Linked DNA regions of Sus scrofa: regions 1, 2 and 4 are each linked to region 3. Evidence: chromatin contacts called from public promoter capture Hi-C data. All regions are on one chromosome and are shown on one strand. The core of a region is the stretch at or near the end of the contact, and the rest is flanking DNA. Distances in the headings are between cores, read along the strand shown.

Region 1 (2,700 bases), core at 149-2,648, 310 kb after region 3:
AACATAAGTGATATAAAAGAAGGTGTAGCTCAGACACTTGTCATTCCTAATTCTTTATTCTGTAGGTAGGAGTATATAATTGAATTTTTACACCTGCAACAAACATTTATAAAGAAAACAACTTTCCTCTAATCCCATTTCTACACACACACACCGTATGTCAGAGTTATATCCCTTAGAATGCCCCTATTTATAAGAGGGTAGACTCTCCCCAAAGTAGAGTGACAATCCTTATGTCAGTCACCTAGGGAAGAGAAACTATCTGGGAAGTTAGGACTTTGGCTTACATCTTTCTTGGCCTTGTTCTTTTGGGTCTGGATTGTAGTTTGGATGTATTAGAAGATGTTCCCAAGAGTTAAAGGTAGAAGGGGGAAGAGCTCCCCTGTAATTCCCAAAGAAGACCACACCTGAAAAATGAGTGTTTTCAAAACTGCCAACACTTTGTCATTGGAGAGAAATGCCTTACTAATTACAGCTTGGACACTACTGTGTCTCAGAAGGCTAAGAATGCTGATCTGGGTCTCTTCTGCCTTCATTTTTTCCTTTGATTACTCACGAGACCTTAAAAAGGTCTCTTTAATGCTCCAGCCCTGCCTCAGCTGTGCAATAGATAGGGGTATTTCTGAGGAGTGTTGGGGCTGCAAGTTCCAAGAAATCCTCCTTGGGTCACACCTAGGAATTCAGGATTTGATTTTACCTTAAAAAAATTAATAATTCCATGACCTATAAGTGTGTCATCCAGATTTGTGCACTGACTCATTTCCTGAACAAATGACGTATTAACAACCTGCATTTATAACTAGTTGCATGATTACGATCGTTTTCAATGTCTTTGGGTTTCATTCAAATTAGACCACTTCCCCTACAAATTCTAGCTTGCGCGTTCCATTCAAACTAGCGCATTTCCCCTATAGATTCCAGCCCAGAACTCCCACAGCTTCCGGAAGGTTTTCCCTACGTTAACTCCACCTGCGCACCCTGGACCCAATTACTGTAACTTGGGTAACTCCTGCAGTGATATGTAATGATATGTTGATTTCCGTAAACAACTCTCTGCCTACTTCCCCAGCATAATTACAACGTTATGGGAGAGCCCTCAGTCTATGCAAGGGAGAACGACTCCTTCAAACGAGGCTGGCAGTACTGGTCGGCACTAGCAGCTGAGGAAGCCAAGGTCGCTCTTGAGGGGAGGGCGCCCAGCGCGGCCCGTCAAGCTGGGGACCCCCACGGGCTCAGCTCTCGCACTCGCAACTGCGGGGACCCGCCCTCCCCAGCCACCTGAGGCCAGCCTGGCCCGCTCGGCCGGTGCACACTCACTGGGCAGTGGGCAGTAGAGGCGCCGGGTCTCTCCGGTCTCAACGGAGGCTTCCAGGCCTGGCTTCTCCTAGACCGCCGCAGGGAACTGGGCCTCACTCCCACAGTGCCTCAGGATTGGCTGGCCATGACAGACAATTCCGAGCCTCAGCCAATCAGCGCAGCTCTCCTTAAAGGGCCCGCAAGCTTGACCTTGAAGGTCTGGTATGTTCTTTTCCGCCAGGCGCCTGGGAGCGGCGGGTCAAAGAGGAAAATTCAAAACCACAGGGACTCAGCAATCAAATTTAAAGGAGGCAGAGAGAGAGCAGCATGGAAATCGCACTTAAATGACTCAGTGAGGTTTGTCACTTACCCACGAGGAGCTTGAGCAAGTCATGTTCCCTCTCAAAGTAAAACTCTCTCTGGAGAGCTTAATGAGCCATGTCATAGTTATTCTCCAGTAATTAAGTCAACTACCACTTGTAAGGTCTGTTTCGAGAATGTGTCTCATGAGGTTGTCATTGAAATATATATAATCCACAGTTATAAAAATTTGTAAGGGCTTTTCTGCTTTACAGAATGTTTAATGTCGAGGGTAGATCCCCCCCCCCTTTGAATATCAGCACAGACATAGTTTATTTAATTTGTTGGAGCCTCAGTCTCTTCCATCTGTTAAATTGCCACCCATTAAAGTGGCAAAAATGTTAAGGCAGGAAACGAAAAAAGAATAGACCTGGTCAGAGTTACCAATCCAGTTTCTTTGACCGAGCACATCTTTCTCCCCTGCTACCCTGAGAGGTAATCATTTCTTCTCACCCTCACCAGTAATTTTTGTCTTGAGTAAGTCAGGTCCTTCTCTGAGTTTCCTTGAGGAAAAACTTGAGGAACTGTTGGCATACTTTTCTTTGCTACTACACGGCTTGGAAGAATATCAAGGACTTTACCAGGCTTTGGCCTTGAGAAAGGTCCCTGCCCTTAGCCTTGTCTGACCCTCACATCAGTGAAGAAAGCATTTAATCTCCCCCAGGCTCTGCATGTGAGTGAACACCACCCCACCATCTTGCCAGAGTGACCTGGGCACACAGAAGCGAAGCCATTTGGAACTTGGACTCATTAAGAGAGGAAAGCAACTGATATGATATCATTTGAGTGCAGGACGTCTTGGACTCATTAAGAGAGGATAGCAACTGATGTGATAGCGTTTGCACGACATCTAGCATAAGCAAACCTTTATTTGATATCCATCACTGTCACTCTTCATCCTCTCCAAAATTTAACTTTTATCATCTCTACAATAGGACTGAAGCCATTTAATTTATTGGACTGTGAAGACTAAATGAGATAAATATTTAGGCACTTAGCACAGTGTCTGGAACACAGTTAGCATTAAGTAAATAGCAGTAACCA
Region 2 (2,700 bases), core at 45-2,544, 510 kb after region 3:
TCTAAACCGAGCGACAGCTGCAGGCCTGCACCACAGCTACAGCAATGCCCAATCCCAGCCCCTGCTGCTACCTACAGCATAGCCAGATCCCTAACTCACTGTGCGAAGTCAGGAATAGAAGCCGAAACCTCATGGTTGCTAGCGGGATTCCCTTCCACTGTGCCACCATGGGGAACTCCTTGATATGGATTGTCACTTTGTTTTCTCTTTTACTGTTTGTTGCTACTTTTTCATGTGAGTTAACATAAAAAAAAAAAAAAGAAAGAAAGAAACCCTAGCCTAGCTTAAAAATCTTTTAATTGAAAAATATAAACACGTGGAAAAATTCAGACTATACAAAAAGTAGATGAGCGGCAAGTCTTTTAGTTCAGACCCCGACCCCCCTTTCCCCTGCTAAATCCGCTACTCCTGCAATCTTCCTATGCAGAAATGCAGGGTCAACACTGTAAAAAACTGTTATTGTTAAAGTGATACTTGGGGTTCAAAAAGTTAAACATGGAGCCACAGAATCTCTAAAATCCGTTCCAGCTCTAAAATTAAGTCACCCAGAGTGCAAGAATAGTCTTGCCTGGTCTAACATTATGGTTTGGTAAAGGGACAGAAAAATGCACACTGAATTTAAAAACATACGCTACCTTCAGAATTCCCGAAAAACAGATGCCAGGATAAACTTTCACCATAGATGGTTTATTTACGAAATGAAATAAAAACCCCTTCCATGATGTAAAATCCATGAGGGAGGGAATTTAACCACCAGCTTTCACTGCAGACCTTGATACACAGGGGCTCAATGAGGTAAGGACCAGAGAGCCCAGGACTGAGGCCAAGGCCTAAATGCCACAGCTGGAACTAGAGCAGGGAACGTCACGTGACTCGCTCTCCCCTGCACACCCCCGCCCCCCGGCCCTTGCCCCGAAGCTGCGGGACCGCCCCCAGAGGCCTAGCCAATCCGAGAGAGAAGTCAAATTTGGCCAGGCGAGGGACGGGTTCTATTGGTGGCGTCGCTACGTAACTGGGTCTCTCTGGCTCGGCTTACCTGCCTCAGTTTCAAGCTGTTGTCCCGCCTTCCGACCCTGACTCTAAGCTCTACATTGCAATTGGGAGGTGCGGGCCAGAAGCCCGGCAGAAGCGCAGGAGTGTTGAAGACTAGGGCGGAGTTTCAGAAAACGGAGCGGAGCGGGGCGGGGCGGGGTTGGGGGGGGGGAACGAAGTCCCTAGTACGCTTGCGCACAGCAGCCCTCCAGTGTCAGACCCGGGCGGCGCGGCGTGGTGACGCCAGTGCGGCCTGAGGAAGGGGCGGGGCCGGGCCCGGGGCGGGCTTTCGAGGTCTTCCCGCCCCCTCTCCGTCCCGACTCTCCTTCCCCCTCCCTCCCCCACACTGGGCCCCGTCTGCGCGGGTGTGCTTTCGTCTCTTCTTGTCGCGTCGGCCCGGCCCGGCCTGGCCAGCGGGCAGATGCCCCGAGCTGCTGCTGCTGCCGCCGCCGCCGCCGCCGACTCGGCCGGTGCCGGTGTGGGAGACGAGCGTCCGGCCCCGGGCCGCTGAGTGTGACGGACGGGGCCGGGCGCCGCGGCGGCTTCGGCGGCTCTTCGCGGACCATGTATTTCCTGAGCGGCTGGCCCAAGCGGCTGCTCTGCCCTCTGGGTAGCCCGGCCGAGGCGCCTTTCCACGTTCAGTCCGACCCTCAGAGGACTTTCTTCGCCGTGCTGGCCCCAGCTCGCCTCAGCATCTGGTACAGCCGAGTAAGTAGAGCCGCCCGCTGCTTCTTTCCGCTCCCTCCTCGGCTACCCCGCACCGTACTTCCACCCAGAGTATGGGACCCCTGCCTCTACGCGCCGGACCCACTCGTCTTCCCCGTCTGTGTCCTCGTTCCACCTACTCGGCCTCTCGGACCCAGGAGTCCGGACACGTCCTCCAGTCAGGGTTCCCGGGTGGATGCAATCGCTGCTGCCCCAAATCCCTGCGCCTCCCTACGTTGTACCGACGGCCGCTCACAGTGCGGACCTCACGCGCTCCCTCGGCGGAGCCCAGACTTTCCCTCCTCTTCTTCCCCCATTCGCCAAGGAGCAAATTTGTTTAAACTTTCCACAATTGGGAACCTGTCCGTTGTTGTGTTCCTAGCCCTTCTTGCTTTAAAGGCCATTGTTTTGGAGTTAGGGTTCACCCAATGCCAGACTTTACAGGCTGTGATAACTTACTTCTAGCAACTACAGCCAGAGTTGTTGTTGTTATTATTTTTTTTACTAAAGGTCTAATAATCCAACTCTTCTCTTCACCCTAACATCTCTTTACTTTCAGGCTAGTTCTTTGCTGCTCTTGGACTCTTCTGTAGAGAATTGTAGAGGGGTTAATAAGAGGGTGTTAGTAGCAGCGGAAGTATAACTCAAATCTGTCCGCTCTTCTCCTAGTATCAACACCTGGAAGTAATAAGATTTGAGAAGAGCGTGAGCCGGAGTTCTGTTTTTGCTCTCTGAATCCTGTTTTTTTATTTTTCGTGTCTGATTACCGAGTAGATGAAAGAATAACTTCAGGGATTAGCAGTAGATAGGACACTCCTTATTTTCCTCTAATGCTGTTATAGGTCTGTATATAAATGCAATAGAATAAAATATAAAAATGTTCTTTTTTTAACCCCCAAATAAGGCATTACTAATCTATGTCAGAGTGAAGTTTTTCTCTTTCCAACCTAATTTGACCATGTA
Region 3 (2,700 bases), core at 64-2,563:
AGGGTCTTTGCCTTTGCTAGTGTTTCTGCATGAAACTCTTTAGCCAGATAGGCACAGGACTGGCCTATTCTCATCATTCAGATCTCTGCTCAAATGTTACTCTGGGAGGTCCTTCCTGGTCACCCTAACTAAAATAGCACACCGCCTCCTCACTTCCTGCTCCTTTATTTTGTGTTATTTTTCTACTGGCAGTTATACTCTTGCACATTATACGTTTAAGGTATTTTTGTCGCTTTATCAGAATACAGGCTTCAGTAGGGCAAGAAGTACGTGGGTTGTGTTCACATAACATCCTTGGGGTCCTACAGCTTGGCACACAGTAGGTGCTCTGTAAATATTTGTTGAATGAATGGATGACGCCCTTTGGGACAGTGTAAGTTGTTTCTCCTCATTTGGCGGCCTTGTTGCCAATCCGCAGGCATCCAGGCACCGCTTCCCACCCTCACCCCGTTCCAGCAGATGTGACTGATTGGAATCAGGCGCTCGGAACTGCACAAGCACGAAACGGTGCGTGTGAACGCGTTGTCCAACCCAGGGCCCTACTTATCTCCGCCCAGCGGCCCGGACTGGGGGACAGGTTTGAGCACCCCAAAACGTGGAAGCAAAAGCAGAAAAAAGACAACAGTGGCGGGAGGGGAAAGTCTCTGTGTGGTGCCAGGTTGTGCGCAGGGGGCGCCTTCCCGGCTGGGCTGACTCATTCCCAGCCGCCTCCACGGCGGGCGGCGGCCACGTTCACGCCCATCTGCTGAGGGCCGGGCCCAGCGTCAGCTGAGCTCTGGCGTGCCCCAGGGTCCTGCTAGCTCTCCCCAGCTCAGGTTCCCCGCCCGCTCACGCTCTGGGGCAGCTGCGGGAATCTCCGTGCACACCCGCGGGGTTCCTGTGAAGCCAGGGCCCTGGGTAGCCAATCCCCCTCGCCCCGTGACGCGTGCGGTGAGAAGCCCCGCCTGGGTGGAGCTGCGCACGCGCAGTCGCGGAGCGCGCGCCAGGCCCCCGCCCCCGCCCTGCTGCGCCGCGGCCTCAGTCAGCCTGGATCAGGGAGCCGGACTGGAGGCCTCCTGGGAGCTTGAGTCGCACGTAAATAGGGCTTTCTAGCCAGAGTCGCCTGCGGCGCTGCGAAGAAGGTGTAGCCAGGGAGAGGGTGGAGCCAACGACTGTGACGGGCTTCCCGACTGCCCGAAGTGGGAGTGGTGGGGTTGCAGGAAGGAGAAAGGAAGAGAAGCAGAAGAGGGCAGCAGCGGCTGCCACTAACGGCCTCCCTGGGCGCTGACAGGCTGGGTCGGCGCCCAGTTCGCTGGGCAGTTCGTGCCGCCGCCTCGGCCGCTCGGCCCCTGGGCCCGGACTTGTGGCGCGGGGCGAGGCGGAGGGCTGCTGTCGCCGCGCAGGCAGAGGCCGGGTCCTCGCGGCCGAGGCATGTGAGTAGGAGCCGAACCCACACCGGAGAGCCCCGGAGGGCCCAGCCTTCGGACGCTCGGACCCTTGCTCCCTCCGGGGTCTTCGCGGACCGTGGCTGGCCGGAAGCGTCGGGTAGGAGCAGTGTCTGTGAGCTTGGGGGGGCGCGTCCTCGTCGCCTGATCCGTGTGGCGGGTGAATGTTATTGCTGCCCGGACTCCGGGTGGTGGGCAGCACTTGTTCTCTGCATCCTCCCTCCCACCTCTAATCCCTGCTTTTCTCCTGCTAGTGGCTGTAAACTTCTCGGCAAGAAAATCCTCCTCTTTAAAAGGAAACCTACAACGGAGTGTCTTGGTGTTGATGTTGCATCCTGTGCCTGTTAGTCCATCTCCCACTTTACTTAGCCATCTTTAAAATTTTGTAGACACCTAGACAGCCTAGAAAAGAGCATCTCTTTTCCTTGGATTTCTGCAGTGGTAACTGCCCTGTTTTTATTTTATTTTATTTTATTTATTTATTTAGGTTTCGGAAGCAGGCAAGGGAAGATGTGATCTGTTTCTCTTCTGCAGAAAAAGAGGCCCTTCCTCCCCTTCCCGCGAAGGTGAGTGTGCGATCCTGGCTGCTCTTTTTCGCTGTAAAGACTAGGGTGTCTCGAGCGTGCGTAGGAAGGTTGGAAGCTGTGTCGACAAGCAGGGCTCATTGTTGCTTACTCCTTTGAAAACGACAGTGCTGAACTTTGAATGTTGGTTTGGGAGGGTGATTTGGGGGTTTGTTGTTGCTCTTGGATCCTTTAAGAAACATTCATTGTTTCTCTGCTGATTGTACATTGTTTTTCTTTGTAGAGAAATCGTTGTCAGTTACCCTTTCTCAAGCAGCCAGAGATTCTTAATCTTTCAAGGAGGAACGTTTTCAAGTAGCAAGAAATACCTATTGAGAGGACACCTTAGCTGCTTTTGCTGGGGTTTCTGCTACTACATTGAATGCTTCCTGGATGGTTTTATCTTCCCAAGTTAGCTGTGTCGGTTGAATTTACCCATTTTGCTTTCCGGTGGTTAATAATCTGTCAGGAGAAACTCCTTTTTTTTTTTGAATGAAAGGATAGAGGCAGCTGAGTATGTCATAGAGGGGAGGAGAAATGTGGGGAAGGACACTAGAAGTGGAATTAAGAGTGATGACGATGGCTTTTGGTTTCGTAATAGGTTTGTTCGAGTGAGTTGTTGGGCTGCTGCAAATATTCTAGTACAACACCCAACAGATATGAAGATGAATAATCAACCTTTGGCCTCTGTTTCCCTACTCCCTTAACCTTTT
Region 4 (2,700 bases), core at 2-2,501, 290 kb before region 3:
CTGGCTAGGTGTCAATCAGAGCTACAGCTGCCAGCCTACACAACCGTTGCTGGATTCTTTAACCCACTGAGCAAGGCCAGGGATGGAAAGGCATCCTTATGGATACTAGTCAGGTTCATTACCACCGAGCCTCAAGGGGAGCTCCCTATATCTACTCATTTTAAAATTGATAATATCCCATCATATTAATATATAACTTATTTAAGATCCTCTATTGATGGGCAATTAGATTGTTTCTTCTTTTTTCCTGGCCACCCACACACACACACAAAACGCTGCAATAAACACCTTTGTAGGTAAATCACTGCTTATTGGTGCAAAAAATAACTTGGTTGGACAATTTCCTGGTATTTAAATTGCTGAATCAAAGCACTTAAACCTCTAATACTGTCAAATTACCCCTCCCAAAAAAGTTACACAAATGATATTCTAATAGCACTTCCTCACACCTTGTCTACACTCGGTATTGACAAACTTCAAAAGATTAAAAAAATGGCGTCTCATTTTTATTTGGGTCTCTTTAATTACAAGTAGGGCAACAAAGCCTGATTGTTAAATGTGCACGTTTTGAAGTTAAACTCCCTGGGCAGATCCTACTTCTTTCCGTTAAAATGTGTGACATTATGCATGCTGGATCTATTTCCTCTTCTCAAGAAAGGAGATAATGAGAGCACAAATCTTTACGATTAAACGAAATAAGCATAAATACAGGAAGCCCTCTCTATGCGCTCGCTATTGGTGGTACACTATTTTCTCAAGCCCTACTCTTTGCAGTACTTTACCTTTGGCATACTCCTTCCCCCGGCCCCGCCCGCAAAGCTTCGCAGAATCTAGGTGTTTGTAACTTGAAATGAGTGAAAAATCGGCGCCGCTTTTCAACTTACTCCCTACTTTAACTGCCCCCACCCCCACTTCAGAAACCGGTTTACATATCAGTGCACAGGAAGGACTTGGTTTTTAAACAATACACAAAGCGGATAACATTTGGTCCGAGCACCCCCCCCCCCCGGCCTCTAGGACCCACCATTTACTGCGTAGGAAACTCCAGATAAATATTTAATACTACACGACCAACAGCGCCGTTAAGGGTAAACCAGCAGCGCTGAAAGGCTTCAGAGAAGGGAGTTTTAAACAAAACTGACTTCCAGACAAAACCCCCTACTTGCAGGCCCCGGGACGCACCTCTGGGAGGGGCCTAGGAAGGCTCCGCCTTCTAATCCGGAAATGACGTTTCAGGTGGAGTCAGTCTTTTTCCGCCGTCTGCCTGTAGCGCTGCCTGGGCTAGTACGGGGCGTGCGTCGGCGTCGCGGCCTGCCAAGGGATTCTGGGTAACGGCCCCCGCCGGCTGGGGCGGCTGGCACCGCGCAGTAGGTTCCACTAACGCTAAGTCGGTTGGCAGTAGAGGTTGTGGGGCTGTGGGCAGCAGGACATGGAGCAGCCGTGGCCGCCGCCAGGACCTTGGAGCCTCCCTCGGGCAGGAGGTGAGGCTGAGGAAGAGAGTGACTTGGATGTGTCCCCTGGTTCTCCCCGCTGCCTGCAGCTGCCCGGCGGCGGCTCCCAGGTGAGAAGGGGCCCGCGTTCTGCGGAGGGGATGAGAAGGTTCCGTCACCAGGCCCCCAGAGTTATCTGTTCCTGCGACCCTCTTCTGTGCCCTGTTCTGAGTCCCCACTTCCCCACCCCGGGCGCCGGGGGCCTGATTCCATCCCATCGCTTTGTAGCATCTACTGAGGTCTTCGAAGAGGGGCTGGCCATTTATTTCCAACCTCCACGCACACCTTTTTCACCTTGGCTAATTTCTCACCCTTGGAAGAAGTTACTCCCCGTCACCCGCCTTTTGACAGCAGCAGATTTAGGTCGGTTCACGCTATAACAGTGACCCTTTGTCCTCTTGTGCCTGCATTTATCCGAGTACTTTATTCTGTTGACGGCTCTAATATACAGTTGATGAGAACAGTGAATGGTTGAGCTCCTGACATAAACGTTTCCGATCCAATTTATTTCACTGACTTTTGACATCTGAGCAAATTCTGTAAAACTCGGCTTTTGATGGCGTAAATCATGCTCACTGATTGGCGTGACCATTTCCCCCTTATGATTATGATTTTAGTTTTGTTTCATACCATTCTGAAGTAAAAACATAAAGGCACGCATTTGCCTTTTCCTTCAGACTTACTCAGATCCCTGAAACTGCTTGTGGTTTTCAGCCCAGCCTTCTTTACTCTGAAAATTATCTGGATGTGATATACTATCATTTAGGGTTTTCCTGGGTCTTATCTTAGGCAGTGCTTACTGTTCATGTCACTTTGTCTTGGAGTATGTTTTTGAAGTATATTTCAGGATCACTGGACTAAACTCACTGAAACGAATTGTAGGTGTCTGCCCTCTAGGCTTCTTGCAAAATGGGATCCCTGAGGGCTTAACTGAATTAATACAGTTTTACTCGGGACTCATCTTGCTAGCTCTTAATGAAAATGAGTGATTTCAATCGTTTTCCAGTAAGTGTAAGATCATCGATCCTATGCCCAGCTCTCAGGATTAGTTGGCTGCACAGAGAAAAATGCTGTTTCATAACCACAGGCTGTACTTCAGCCAGTCGCTGGGAATGTACAAGACATTTTTTAGGAGGACAGAATGAGAGTTGATAGGTCAGTAGTCACCCACTAATTATGGATCACTGGTGTCATCTTTATATACAAAATG

The links. Promoter capture Hi-C pulls out the DNA fragments that hold promoters and counts their contacts.
Region 1: a promoter capture Hi-C map of fetal liver shows a contact between it and region 3, with 2.5 times the contacts expected there. The contact joins the promoter of PLGRKT here to the promoter of JAK2 in region 3. A contact is called at or near these places in 3 of 5 promoter capture datasets (fetal liver, fetal skeletal muscle and liver), 19 of 47 Hi-C or Micro-C datasets (alveolar macrophages, embryonic fibroblasts, fetal heart ventricle and 11 more) and 2 of 2 datasets of contacts at active chromatin or transcription factors (alveolar macrophages and skeletal muscle).
Region 2: a promoter capture Hi-C map of liver shows a contact between it and region 3, with 2.6 times the contacts expected there. The contact joins the promoter of RIC1 here to the promoter of JAK2 in region 3. A contact is called at or near these places in 1 of 5 promoter capture datasets (liver) and 2 of 47 Hi-C or Micro-C datasets (epiblast stem cells and liver).
Region 4: a contact with region 3 is called in a promoter capture Hi-C map of fetal liver, with 2.9 times the contacts expected there. The contact joins the promoter of SPATA6L here to the promoter of JAK2 in region 3. A contact is called at or near these places in 1 of 5 promoter capture datasets (fetal liver), 8 of 47 Hi-C or Micro-C datasets (brain, embryonic fibroblasts, heart right ventricle and 3 more) and 2 of 2 datasets of contacts at active chromatin or transcription factors (alveolar macrophages and skeletal muscle).

The regions. Positions count from the first base shown.
Region 1 is chr1:216,690,769-216,693,468 of Sscrofa11.1, reverse strand. PLGRKT (plasminogen receptor with a C-terminal lysine) reads right to left here and starts at 1,398. Exons shown (of 5, transcript NM_001190217.1): 1 at 1,318-1,398. It also overlaps a transcript of CD274 not described here.
Region 2 is chr1:216,493,409-216,496,108 of Sscrofa11.1, reverse strand. It overlaps RIC1 (RAB6A-GEF complex partner protein 1), which reads left to right and starts at 1,294. Exons shown (of 26, transcript XM_001924914.6): 1 at 1,294-1,740. The coding sequence starts at 1,597.
Region 3 is chr1:217,000,441-217,003,140 of Sscrofa11.1, reverse strand. JAK2 (Janus kinase 2) reads left to right here and starts at 1,313. Exons shown (of 25, transcript NM_214113.1): 1 at 1,313-1,524; 2 at 1,912-1,990.
Region 4 is chr1:217,286,512-217,289,211 of Sscrofa11.1, reverse strand. SPATA6L (spermatogenesis associated 6-like protein) reads right to left here and starts at 1,251. Exons shown (of 13, transcript XM_021064067.1): 1 at 1,183-1,251. It overlaps CDC37L1 (hsp90 co-chaperone Cdc37-like 1), which reads left to right and starts at 1,216. Exons shown (of 7, transcript XM_003121918.5): 1 at 1,216-1,561. The coding sequence starts at 1,430.